Regions from separate parts of the Mus musculus genome. Here regions 2, 3 and 4 are each linked to region 1. The links are chromatin contacts, called in public HiChIP or PLAC-seq maps. All regions are on one chromosome and are shown on one strand. The core of a region is the stretch at or near the end of the contact, and the rest is flanking DNA. Distances in the headings are between cores, read along the strand shown.

What was found. HiChIP or PLAC-seq counts read pairs in DNA pulled down with a chosen protein or histone mark.
Region 2: a RAD21 HiChIP or PLAC-seq map of pro-B cells shows a contact between it and region 1, with 7 times the contacts expected there. The contact joins two enhancer-like sites. A contact is called at or near these places in 1 of 15 datasets of contacts at CTCF or cohesin (pro-B cells) and 1 of 115 datasets of contacts at active chromatin or transcription factors (large pre-B cells).
Region 3: a contact with region 1 is called in an H3K27ac HiChIP or PLAC-seq map of T-cell acute lymphoblastic leukemia, with 4 times the contacts expected there. The contact joins two enhancer-like sites. A contact is called at or near these places in 1 of 15 datasets of contacts at CTCF or cohesin (pro-B cells) and 3 of 115 datasets of contacts at active chromatin or transcription factors (CD8 T cells, T-cell acute lymphoblastic leukemia and differentiating embryonic stem cells).
Region 4: a contact with region 1 is called in an H3K27ac HiChIP or PLAC-seq map of T-cell acute lymphoblastic leukemia, with 5 times the contacts expected there. The contact joins two enhancer-like sites. A contact is called at or near these places in 1 of 484 Hi-C or Micro-C datasets (bone marrow-derived macrophages) and 4 of 115 datasets of contacts at active chromatin or transcription factors (CD8 T cells, T-cell acute lymphoblastic leukemia, large pre-B cells and 1 more).

Annotation. Positions count from the first base shown.
Region 1 is chr16:51,350,926-51,353,615 of GRCm38.p6, reverse strand. No RefSeq gene overlaps it. Among named protein-coding and RNA genes, the nearest start is that of Gm32431, 300 kb to the right of the region's middle. Within about 2 kb of position 1,300, at least 33 of the 459 cell types and tissues checked have an H3K27ac peak or open chromatin away from gene starts, as enhancers often do. A contact at or near this core is called in T-cell acute lymphoblastic leukemia and pro-B cells, where this site is marked.
Region 2 is chr16:51,812,827-51,815,516 of GRCm38.p6, reverse strand. No RefSeq gene overlaps it. Among named protein-coding and RNA genes, the nearest start is that of Gm29686, 170 kb to the left of the region's middle. Within about 2 kb of position 1,361, at least 4 of the 459 cell types and tissues checked have an H3K27ac peak or open chromatin away from gene starts, as enhancers often do. A contact at or near this core is called in pro-B cells, where this site is marked.
Region 3 is chr16:51,750,713-51,753,402 of GRCm38.p6, reverse strand. No RefSeq gene overlaps it. Among named protein-coding and RNA genes, the nearest start is that of Gm29686, 240 kb to the left of the region's middle. Within about 2 kb of position 1,387, at least 21 of the 459 cell types and tissues checked have an H3K27ac peak or open chromatin away from gene starts, as enhancers often do. A contact at or near this core is called in T-cell acute lymphoblastic leukemia, where this site is marked.
Region 4 is chr16:51,689,735-51,692,424 of GRCm38.p6, reverse strand. No RefSeq gene overlaps it. Among named protein-coding and RNA genes, the nearest start is that of Gm29686, 300 kb to the left of the region's middle. Within about 2 kb of position 1,379, at least 31 of the 459 cell types and tissues checked have an H3K27ac peak or open chromatin away from gene starts, as enhancers often do. A contact at or near this core is called in T-cell acute lymphoblastic leukemia, where this site is marked.

The DNA of each region.
Region 1 (2,690 bases), core at 51-2,550:
TTTGTTTGTTTGTTTGTTTTTTGTTTTTTGTTTTCCTTTTGACAGGGTTTCTCTGAGTGGCCTTAGATATCCTGGAACTTGCTCTGTGAACCAGACTGGCCTCATACTAACAGAGATCCACCTGCCTCTGCTTCCCAAGTGCTGGGATCAAAGGCATGTGCCACCAGCAACAGCTACACTTAACTTACTTTAATCTGAACTGCTCTTTCTCTATCTTGTAGTTTATAATAATAGCTACGTTTTCTTTATAAATTGCTACTACTTCTCCTAAGTGGCACTGTGGCATTTCTTCCCTGGGATGTTTCTCTCCATACCTCTGTTGCAATCTGCCTCTTACTCGTTTTAAGTTTTCTTTTATTTGTGCATCAGCATCACTCTCCAAGCTGCCAGCTGCTGAAAGGCTGAATGAGCATCTTTCCCCATGCTCTAGCATCAGCACCTCACTCAGTCTCCAAGGTACAGCAGTTGCTCAAGAAATGCAAGAGCCAGGAAGAGGAGCAGAGGAGGAGATAGAGAGAGGAGGACAGGAAAAAGGGACACAAAGAGAAAGGGAGAAGAAAATTCAATTGAGGAAAAGTAAAATAAGGCAAAAATAATGCTTTTGGTGAATGTATATAAACATCCCTGCAACGTAAGGCACCTATGAGCTCCTAGGATTGTAAAGATTTAAATCTTAAGAGTGTGCATATTTAATTTGCCTTTGTCTACCATGTGCTATACAAATGACTCCATAAATTCTGCTTTGCATTTACACATGTACCTGAAAACAGGTGTGTGTAGTATCCTAGATAATGTTCTATTACTCTTTCCACTGAAGTCTGTTGTGGCCTAACTAAAATTTAACATTGCCTAAAAGGAAAACGAGAAGAACATTTTTAAGGGAAAGTATGTTTATTTTTGATAAAAATCTTTATTTTTAATATTTTTTTCATACTGAGTTTTGTTTTTAATTTTTTGGAAGGAATTAGGTATGGAAATCTTGAGAATTTAATATTATGTATCTGAGACAGTTTTATTTCAATAATACATGATTGTTAACTATACTAGGAGGAGAAATGTGTGTCTAAACTGATTTTCAACCATTCAGTCTCAAGATTCTCATGAGAATCCAGATGAACTGTGGGTGAGAATATTCACCAGGACTTGCCTAGAAACCATGGCAGAGCTGTCGCAACTAGGCATCTGGCCAGGGTGGGGAGGCCCACCACTATGTGGTCCATATGAAGTGGTACATAATAAAGACTCTTCGTCAGGCTGCAGTGAATGAGACCCCATGGAAAGCTGGCAGAGTCAGCCAACCACAGCTCCACAGTTCTCCTGTGCTCACAGATGTTTCCTGCCTTCTGCACCACACGCAGCCTACACTGAAGCCTCTGTGTTTTCTTGTAAATGCATCTGCTGTGGTTGGATCCCGTTCCAGGGTCAATTTCTTCATCATTAAAAAATGAAGCCATGAAGAATTTGTTAGAGGGAACATGGAATATAATTTAATGACTATATATGTCTCTACTGATAGATTGGTTTTGTTTAGTTTTATTTTTGAGATATTGTTCTTATTATGGATAAATTGATTTCACCTAACTGTCAGGAAGACAGAAACTAGAACAGTCTCTATGAAAGTGGGATGGATTCTTTATCCATCCATTGCTAGGCTTAAGTTTCAAACTTAGGAAACGTGTGCCAGACATCTGCTGTCACACTAAACTTCCTGTTCATTTTAGAGAATTTGCTCTGTTTGAGATCTCATTACTTGTTTACCGTCCATTATTGGAGAGTATAAACAAAGTCAGAGCTTCCTCAGATTAGTACTCTGCCATTGTAACATGAGCAACAGCTTTTGACTTCCCAAAGTGCTATATCTAATTGATTTAAAAATCAGAAAGAAATCTAAGATACTGCCTTAGTTACATAGCTACATTGCTATGATAAAACACCAAGACCAAGATAACTTATAAAATGAAGAATTTAATTAGGCTTACCATTTAAGAGGGTTAGAATTCATGATGGAGGAATTAAGGCATCACAACAGGAAAGACTGATAGCTCATATCAAAATCACAAGCAGGAAGCAGGGAATAACCCCTCCTCCAGCAAGGCCACCCCTCCTTATTCTTCCCATACGGTTCTACCAACTAGGGAACAAGTTAAGCTTATGATTCTAGAGTGAGTAGCCATTGTCATTCAAACCTCCACAGGCTCCGTTACAACCTCATCCAACTACTGAAAAAGATAGGGTTCCTGAGTTCTACCTGCTTTGGAAAGCATACACTGCCACATCATAGTCCTTGTCTGTGCTATGTATTTCCTAGTGGCCAAACATGCTTTCATAGAGTGTAACTGCCATTTTTCTGTTCCATGTCCTCAATAATATTTTTTAAAATATATTTCATTACATTTATTAAGTTCTGTTACAGTCAGGATATGGGTGCCATCTTGTGATCCCTCTCTGTTAAAGGATCTCTTTTCTTCATCTGTATGCTCATTTAGATTAATTCGAAGCCCCCACCTTTGATAGAGTCTCTCGGTTTCCTCAAAAGTTGAGTTTAATACTTGCCATGATCTTTGTGGCAGAGAATGCTACTGGTTATTCACTCTATGTTAAATATACATGAAAGACAGAGGAAGGCTTGCATCAGGTGTTTTAAGCTCAATTAGTCTTAAGAGGGCTTAGACCTCAAATTGGGTCCATGG
Region 2 (2,690 bases), core at 112-2,611, 460 kb before region 1:
ATACACACACACACAAACATACACACAACAGAGAGAGAAAGAGAGAGAGAGAGAGGGAGAGAGAGAGCAAGCAAGCAAGAATAAGAGAGTGGGGAGAGAATTAAAATAATAAAGTAATTATTAAAAAGCAAAAAATAAAAAAATTATAAAGAACAACAAATAATTAAAAATGAAGAGAAAATACATGTAAAACTTATTCTATAAATGATTATTATCTAAAACGCATGCAAAAATATGGGCAAACACTATCTGATAATCAAGAAAAGCTTAAACTATGGGGGCAATAAGAACATATACGTGCTCTCCAGGGGTAGATGTGAGAGATGAAGAGGTAGAGAACAGGGACTGTCAGCAAAGTGAAAGAACAGTGGGCATGCCATTATCCATTTGTCAAAATCTACAGACTGTGCACAGAGCTGACTGGAAAGCATGCCCATTGACAACAAATGTGTCCTTCTCATAAAAGATGTTAGTTGTGGACAAGCTGTGTCCATGGAGGAGAGAAATGAATAGATAAGAACTCTGTATTTTCTGCTTTGTTTCATGGGGAAACTGAGCTCATCCTGAGAAATTAAATTTACTTACTAGAAAAATAAATGGTAATTATAGTATTTACCTAGCTATGCAGGTGAGTAAAACCACTGGGACTTGTGAGATGAAGGCTAAATTATTACAATGCAATGTTACAGATTATAATTTAGAATGGAAGAAAAAAACCCATTACATAAGAAAATACTGACTTAACTTCTTAAGAATTACCTCAGTTGGTTGGTTTGTTGTGAGAAAAGATCTCTGTGTGCAGTCCTGGTTAACCTGGAGCTTGTTCTGAACACCAGGCTGGCCTTAGACTCACAAAGATCCATCTGCCTCTGCCTTTCTAAGGCTGGTGAATTTGAAAGAGACAAGGAGGGTTATATGGGAGCGTTTGGAGAGGGGAAGAGAAAAATTATGTAATATTATAATCTCAAAAACACTCAAAAAATTACCTAAAACAGGTAGACAAAATGGCTTCTGAGAAAAGGTACAACTGACCGTTGTGTAACAGTTTACTCTAAGGTTGAAACATTCCATTATTAAATAAAGCTCTCAGAGCAGGAAGTAAACAGCCAACTGTTTCAGGAAGTTCCTAAAACTGAGCAGATTCACTCCATGGTACTGTTTTTTCCCCAAGGGAACATAAACAATAGAGACTATGAGAATCACTCTCAGACAGGCCAAGCTGCAGAGAAGATTCTCAGATAAGCCTGAGTGTAAGAAGCAAAGACCAGCAGAACTGCCTCAAAGAAACAGGCTAAATGAGTTGCCTAGAAGACACTCAGAATGAGTCAGTAATCTCACCTGAAAAGGATACAATCTAACCTCTTGTGTGCTCTATAGGCTGCACAATATGCTTGAGGTTTCAAGCTCCAATGAGCTGTAACCCATGATGTGGTGGGCGTTGGAAATTCATCTGTCTTTGAGTCATTTTTACTTCTGCAAGTGAACTCTTACCCATGTCCCCATAGGTATCCCCAACAAAACTCATTGGCTCACTAAGTCTGACTTTGGTGCCTCCAATCTTTGGTTAGTTATAAGTTCCCTAGCTGGGGTTAATAGGCTCATGTCCTGTGTCTCTCCAGGACCAATCTGTCAGAGCAACTAAACCTAACAACATGAGTTCAGTTCTAGAAATCCATGTGGTGAAAAGAAAGAACTCATACCAGTGATACCCTTTGATCTCCATCCCCATGTAGTGATGTGTACTATCCCTGACCTAAATAAGTACACGGAAACAGAAGAAAACAAAGAGTTTCCTAAAATGTGAGTTTGGTAGGTGCTGGTTGAAGTTATAAAGTTGTCCAAGAAAAAAATAAAATAAGATTTTAGTGAACTATTTCTGACTTTTGGAGAAATTGATACTTTCCATTTGAAAAGGTACTAGTAGAAAAAGATGTCAATGAAACAGTTCGCTGAACTTTAAATTTTGTTTTTAGACCTCCCTTGGGCAGCAATTTCAGAAATCTGACATCCTAGTTTTTTTTTTTTTTCTTAAATGTATATAGATGCTGAAGGTTTGTAGCGAGCTCTAGTCAGAAGTATTTCAGATAGCTGAAGGGTTAGCCTTATCCCTCAGGTAGATGCCTTTTAAAATCATGTCTGATTTTCCATCCTTCTTTGGTCTGAAATGTGATTGGTTTCCAAAACTGAAAATAAAGACTGGCATTCCTTTATGTCTGAGAGAGAGATTGCTTCTGAGAACCCCCATAGACACCAGCGTCATGGGTGATGAGTCTCCTATAAAATAGTCTAGTTTCACAGATAATGCAAGCACATATCTCCACATGCTTTAGGCCATCTGAGGCTGATTTATAGCAGTGAGTACAATGCAAATGTTATCAAATAGTTGTTATATTGAACTGTTTAGGAAACAATGACAGGAAAAACCATCTGCACATGTTCTGCACAGATGTAAACTCCTTTGTTGTTTTTAAAGACTCTTTCATCCATGGTTTGTTAACTGTGAGGATGTAAAACTCACAGATCCAAACAGTGTACTGCGAGTGCTACAGTTCTGAGACTGTGCCATACAGAGATTATGTTTTTCTCCCTGGCCATGGCTTCTACTTGCCCCTCTCCTTTTCAGCTTTATTGGTTCCACACTACTATTGAAAATTGTTTTATTTTATGAATTAGCAACCACCCTTTATTAG
Region 3 (2,690 bases), core at 138-2,637, 400 kb before region 1:
AGTGAGGTAACACAATCACAAAAGAACTCAAATGATATGTACTCACTGATAAGTGGATATTAGCCCAGAAACTTAGTATACCCAAGATATAAGAGACAATTTGTAAAACACATGAAACTGAAGAACGAAGACCAAAGTGTGGACACTTTGCCCCTTCTTAGAATTGGAAACAATCACCCATGGAAGGAGTTACAGAGACAAAGTTTGGAGCTGAGACAAAAGGATGGACCATCTAGAGACTGCCATATCCAGGGATCCATCCCATAATTAGCCTCCAAACGCTGACACCATTGCATACACTAGCAAAATTTTGCTGAAAGGACCCAGATATAGCTGTCTCTTGTGAGACTAGGCTGGGGCCTAGCAAACACATAAGTGGATGCTCACAGTCAGCTATTGGATGGAGCACAGGGCCCCCAATGGAGGAGCTAGAGAAAGTATCCAAGGAGCTAAAGGGATCTGCAACCCTGTGGGTGCAACAACATTATGAACTAACCAGTACCCCGGAGCTCTTGACTCTAGCTGCATATGTATCAAAAGATGGCCTAATCGGCCATCACTGGAAAGAGAGGCCCATTGGACACACAAACTTTATATGCCCCAGTACAGGGGAACGCCAGGGCCAAAAAGTGGGAATGGGTGGGGAGGGGAGTTGGGGGGGAGGGTATGGGGGACTTTTGGGATAGCATTGGAAATGTAATTGAGGAAAATACGTAATAAAAAAATATTAAAAAAAAAAAAAAAAAGACTTACCCAAGTGTGAGTACAAGCTCCCTAGGGGATTGTAGCAGCTCATTGCTTTAAGACAGTGTCACATAGGATTTTGGTGGAGTTTTAAGTTTTGGTCTTATCACTGGGTGGTTCAGGGTGGAGGTTTCGGGATGCAGCTATGGAGGAAGGTAGGAGAGCTTCCGCTATAAAGAAATGAAGGTTTTGCTTAAGACTCTCAGGGGATGTCTGGGGGAAAGAAAGGAAGCCTTAAACTCAATTCAGTGTTATTTAAAAATATGAAGTCTATATTTGAAAGACATATATTAACTCTATGTTGGAAGCCGACAAAAGGCTTTAACGAGACCCCAGAACGAGAGAGTTCTTTTCCTTCTCATGTCCTCAATTTGTCCTGTCTCGGGCTCACAGCAGAGCCCTGGGTTCCCAGGGGTGTGGGCCTTTGTTTCTACTCTAAAACCCAATAGCGAGATTGCTGGGAACTCCAGCGATCACTCTAGTCTCAAACAAAAGCAAAGCAATTCTTCACTAGAAGGTTGCCTGAGAGTCTCCACAGCTGTGATACCCTGGGTTTAGATTAGAAATTAGATTATAAACCGCCTCTGGGCAGGTGGAAGCAGCTGAATCAGTCAGGCCAGATGCTCCCATCCCGGAGGAAGAACTGCTGAGCGAGTGAGAAAAGGAAGCTCATTTCCCCGGGCTGGCCTCTTTGTCATCTCAACTTCAATATATATATTTTCATTAGCTAGTTGTCTAGGGAACAAGAGCCCAACCAAGAGAATTTGCCAAAGTGAAGCCCAAGAACAAAGGCTTATTTCACACGCTTAGGCTATCCTGCACAGAAACTCTTTAGGGATTTACTTTTTCTGATGAGAAATTTATATTTTTAAGTTTTAATGATGCCATAAAGAAAGCTTTTAGAGTGGTTAAAAAAAAAGCCCCTTGAAATATTGTCATATGTTATGTATTTCCAGTAGACAGTTTATGAGTTTTCAGTCTTTTTCATGAACATCATTAAAACACTAATAAAAACACAAGCTCTCCAGATGTACAGTTATTTGCTTAATTTTTTTCCATTGGGGAAAATGATTATAATAAAGAAAAGAGCAATAATGAAATTAGTATTTGTATAATATATTGGTTTCATCTGCCAATGGCTTCAAAAGAGTTCAAAGCCCACTGAACATGTATGTATGTGACCCTTTTAAAAATCAAATTAAAACAAACAAACAAAAAGCCTTAAGTGAATTAAGTAGAAATAACGATCAAGTCTCCTTTTGGATGTCCCATTCTTATTTGCTGTGATGAAAATTAGTGTGCATATGTATTTGAAAGTCACAAATAAAACATAAGTATAGGATTTCCTGTGTTCTTGACCTTCATACATGTGGTAATATGTTTTGTGTGAAATTTTTATCGTTTTCTAAGGCAAGGATAGTCTCTACAGACCCTCCTACTTAAGGCAGAAGGAGATACAAACCGGGTAATCATGTGAGTCTTTTTTTCTTTTCTTCCTAATATTTTTCCTCAGAACATGTATTTGGAGATAAATTTGCTGACTCATTTTGTTAATCAGTTTCAGTGAAACGGTTATGAAGTACGTCGAAACAAATGTTAAAATTTTGCAAAAAGAAAAGTCTTCCACATGATCTCTCTCAATAGTTATACTCACAAACATGCAGAAACCTTTCTAGAAGTTTTAGTCTCAGGATGTTCTCAGAGGATGAGGATAAGTGCTGGGAAGAACGAGCAGCTTGTGAATGTGGTTAACCAACTCATGGACCTGGGCAAAACAGAGATGCCAATTTTCATCTAATGCTTATATTCTATTTATTTGAAAGTCACAAATAAAACAAATTGTACTATCGTAATGTATCTACATCCTCTGGGTTCAGTGTTCTTATCTGCGAGTAGATGGACAATATTCCTTGTTGAAACTTTGATGGTTTGAAGTGAGGAAGCGT
Region 4 (2,690 bases), core at 130-2,629, 340 kb before region 1:
CCAGCAAATCCTGGCTTTCACTCTTTATAAGATACTTCGATGTTAGAAATTTGTCTATTTCCCCATTTTGTAAATGTAATGATTGATGCAAATATTAAACCTTTGAGGCATTCTCAGTGGAAATCTAATCAATTGATATAATTGACCCAGATACTTCTACATATTAAACTCTATTAATCTGAAGTACTCAGCCTCTGTTTCTTTAAACTAATCTCTTCTATTTTCCCTCTAGCAAGTTCCTTTAGTTATATTTACATGAGACAAGGATCTTGATCCTTTGAGACTGCTGTTTGTTTCTGACTGAAGTGCTCTTTGTGAAACTATAGTGCTACCCTAGTGAGTTGATAGGATGTCTGGGATTTTATTTAAAACTCTTGAAATTTAGCAAGTGTGAACCTACTGAATTAATAAATGTTGGTGAAAATTCCAGATGTTGGATTAATTAACGATAAAGTCATTTTATCATAATCCAGAATTCATTGAATATTTTGTTCAATGTTGTGCCATTTAGGTTAATATCAGTGGTATCAAGTTTAATAATACCATACTATCAGGCCCATGAATTTATATATGGGTGTAAATTCTGCCTTAAATAATACTTTTTGCTTTTAAAGGACTATGACTAAGAGAACTGTTAAAAAGGAAAAGAAAAAGAAGAGAAAAAGAAGAGAAAAAGAAAAGAAAAAGAAAAGAAAATTTAGAACTGCTTAAGGACTGCTTTTAAAACACTTTGTATATGTTTTTGTCTTTGTAGATGGTTAACCTCAGAGGCTAACCTTAGCAAACATAATTGTGTGCATTGTACTCTGTTTTCATTCTTTTATTCAGCTCTTTTCATGAGTAAAGTAGGGCTTGCTAGAAATCTGTTCTGGAGACCAATATCCATGTTTCTGCTGAATCAGTTTACTTAGAGGCATATTTTATTAAGGCACTTTTTTTTTCTTTTTGGCTATTGGAGAACAGAAGGCAGAAATCTGAGCAAAAGAAAACAAGAGAATATTTTATTTTACCTATCTCACTAGAACAGATGTTAATCCCAAAGTTTCTAGGAGGAATACCACAGATCCAAATCATCATGCTCCAATTAATTAAATCAAGGAAGTAAGTAATTAGAGCAGGCTTTTTAAACTCTCAAGATCTACCTCCCCCTAAGGTAAGGTTTAAGAAATCAGCATTGGATGTGAGATGACAAGGTTGCATAGCTCAGAGGTAGGGGGTTTCCAAATAGGCAAAATAGACAGGGATACCGGAGCAGAACATAAACGTAACAAGTTAGTCATAATGATCTCCTGAAACACAGACATGATAGCAAGATGGTCCTAACAAGATAGTCATCACAATCTTTTGAAACAAAGGTATGCTTTCAAGATGGTTTTGAAACAAAATGTGGTTGCGGTTTCCTGAAACAGGCAGTACAGAACCATTTGTAGCTGAGGTTACAGGTGGGACATAGCCCAGTTCTTGAGAAACAGAGACTTAGTCATAAATAAGAATGAGCCTAGTTTGTCTTTACAATATGATGGTTGTAGGAGTTTGAATAGGTATGCCCCTCCCATACACTCATGTGTTTAAATGTTTGGCCTGCGGGGAGTGGCACTATTAGATGGTGTGGCCTTGTTGAAATAGGTGTAACTTTGTTGGAGGAAATGTTGTACTGTGGAGGTAGGCTTTGAGGTGTCATATACACGCAAGTTACACCCTGTGTAGAAGACACTATCTTCTCCTTGTTGCCTGTGAATCAAAATGTAGAACTCTCAGTTTCTTCTCTAACACTGAGTTTGTCTGCATTCTGCCATGCTTCCCACCATGCTGATAAGGGACTAAACCTCTGAAAATGTAAGCCAGCCCCCTCAAAATGTTTTTAAAATGTGTAGAAGAGTTGTCTTGGTCATGGTGTCTCTTCACAGCAATAAAACCCTAAGACAGAAGTTGATACCAGGAACTGGGGTATTGCTGTGATAGGCCTAATAATGCTTTGGTTTAGAGGAATTTTGGGACTTTGGATTAGGAACATAGTGGAATACTTTAAATGGGGTTTATTGGGCCATACTAGTAGAAACATGGAAGACAGTGGTATTGATGATAATTTAAACTATGTGAACCTGGTTTAAGAATTTTCAATTGAGAAGAATTTTAGTTTGTTGCCTAGAGATTATTCTTATAATATTTTGGTGAAAAATGTGGCTGCTTTTTTGCTCTTGTCTTAAGAGTTTGCCTGAGGCTAAGGTGAAGAGTTTTGTTTTTTTTTTTTTGTTGTTTTTTTATTAATTGCATTAGCAAAAGAAATCTCAAAACAGCCTAGCATAGACTATGGTTCACTTTTATGAAGATAAATTTGATGAAATGTAACAAGAAAGGAAAAGTACAAAATGTATTGTACAAGTGCTAACGGGGAACCAGGAATGTAGCTAAATCCTGAGTTCAAAGAGATAAACAGATTAAAAATATTAAATGGAATTAAGGGAGTGATGCCTCAGGACAAGATCCCATTTGCTAAGGTTCCATCTTATGAAAAAATAAATAAAGAAAAGCTTCAATCCATGTTGTATACCTCTTTAATTTCAACACACAGGAGACAGAGGTATGCAGATGTCTGAGGTTCAAGGTCTTCCTGGTCTACAGAACAAGTTCTAGAGCAGACAAGCTTAGTTAGTGAAGGAAATCATTAAAAAACAGAAAGCTTGAGCCCG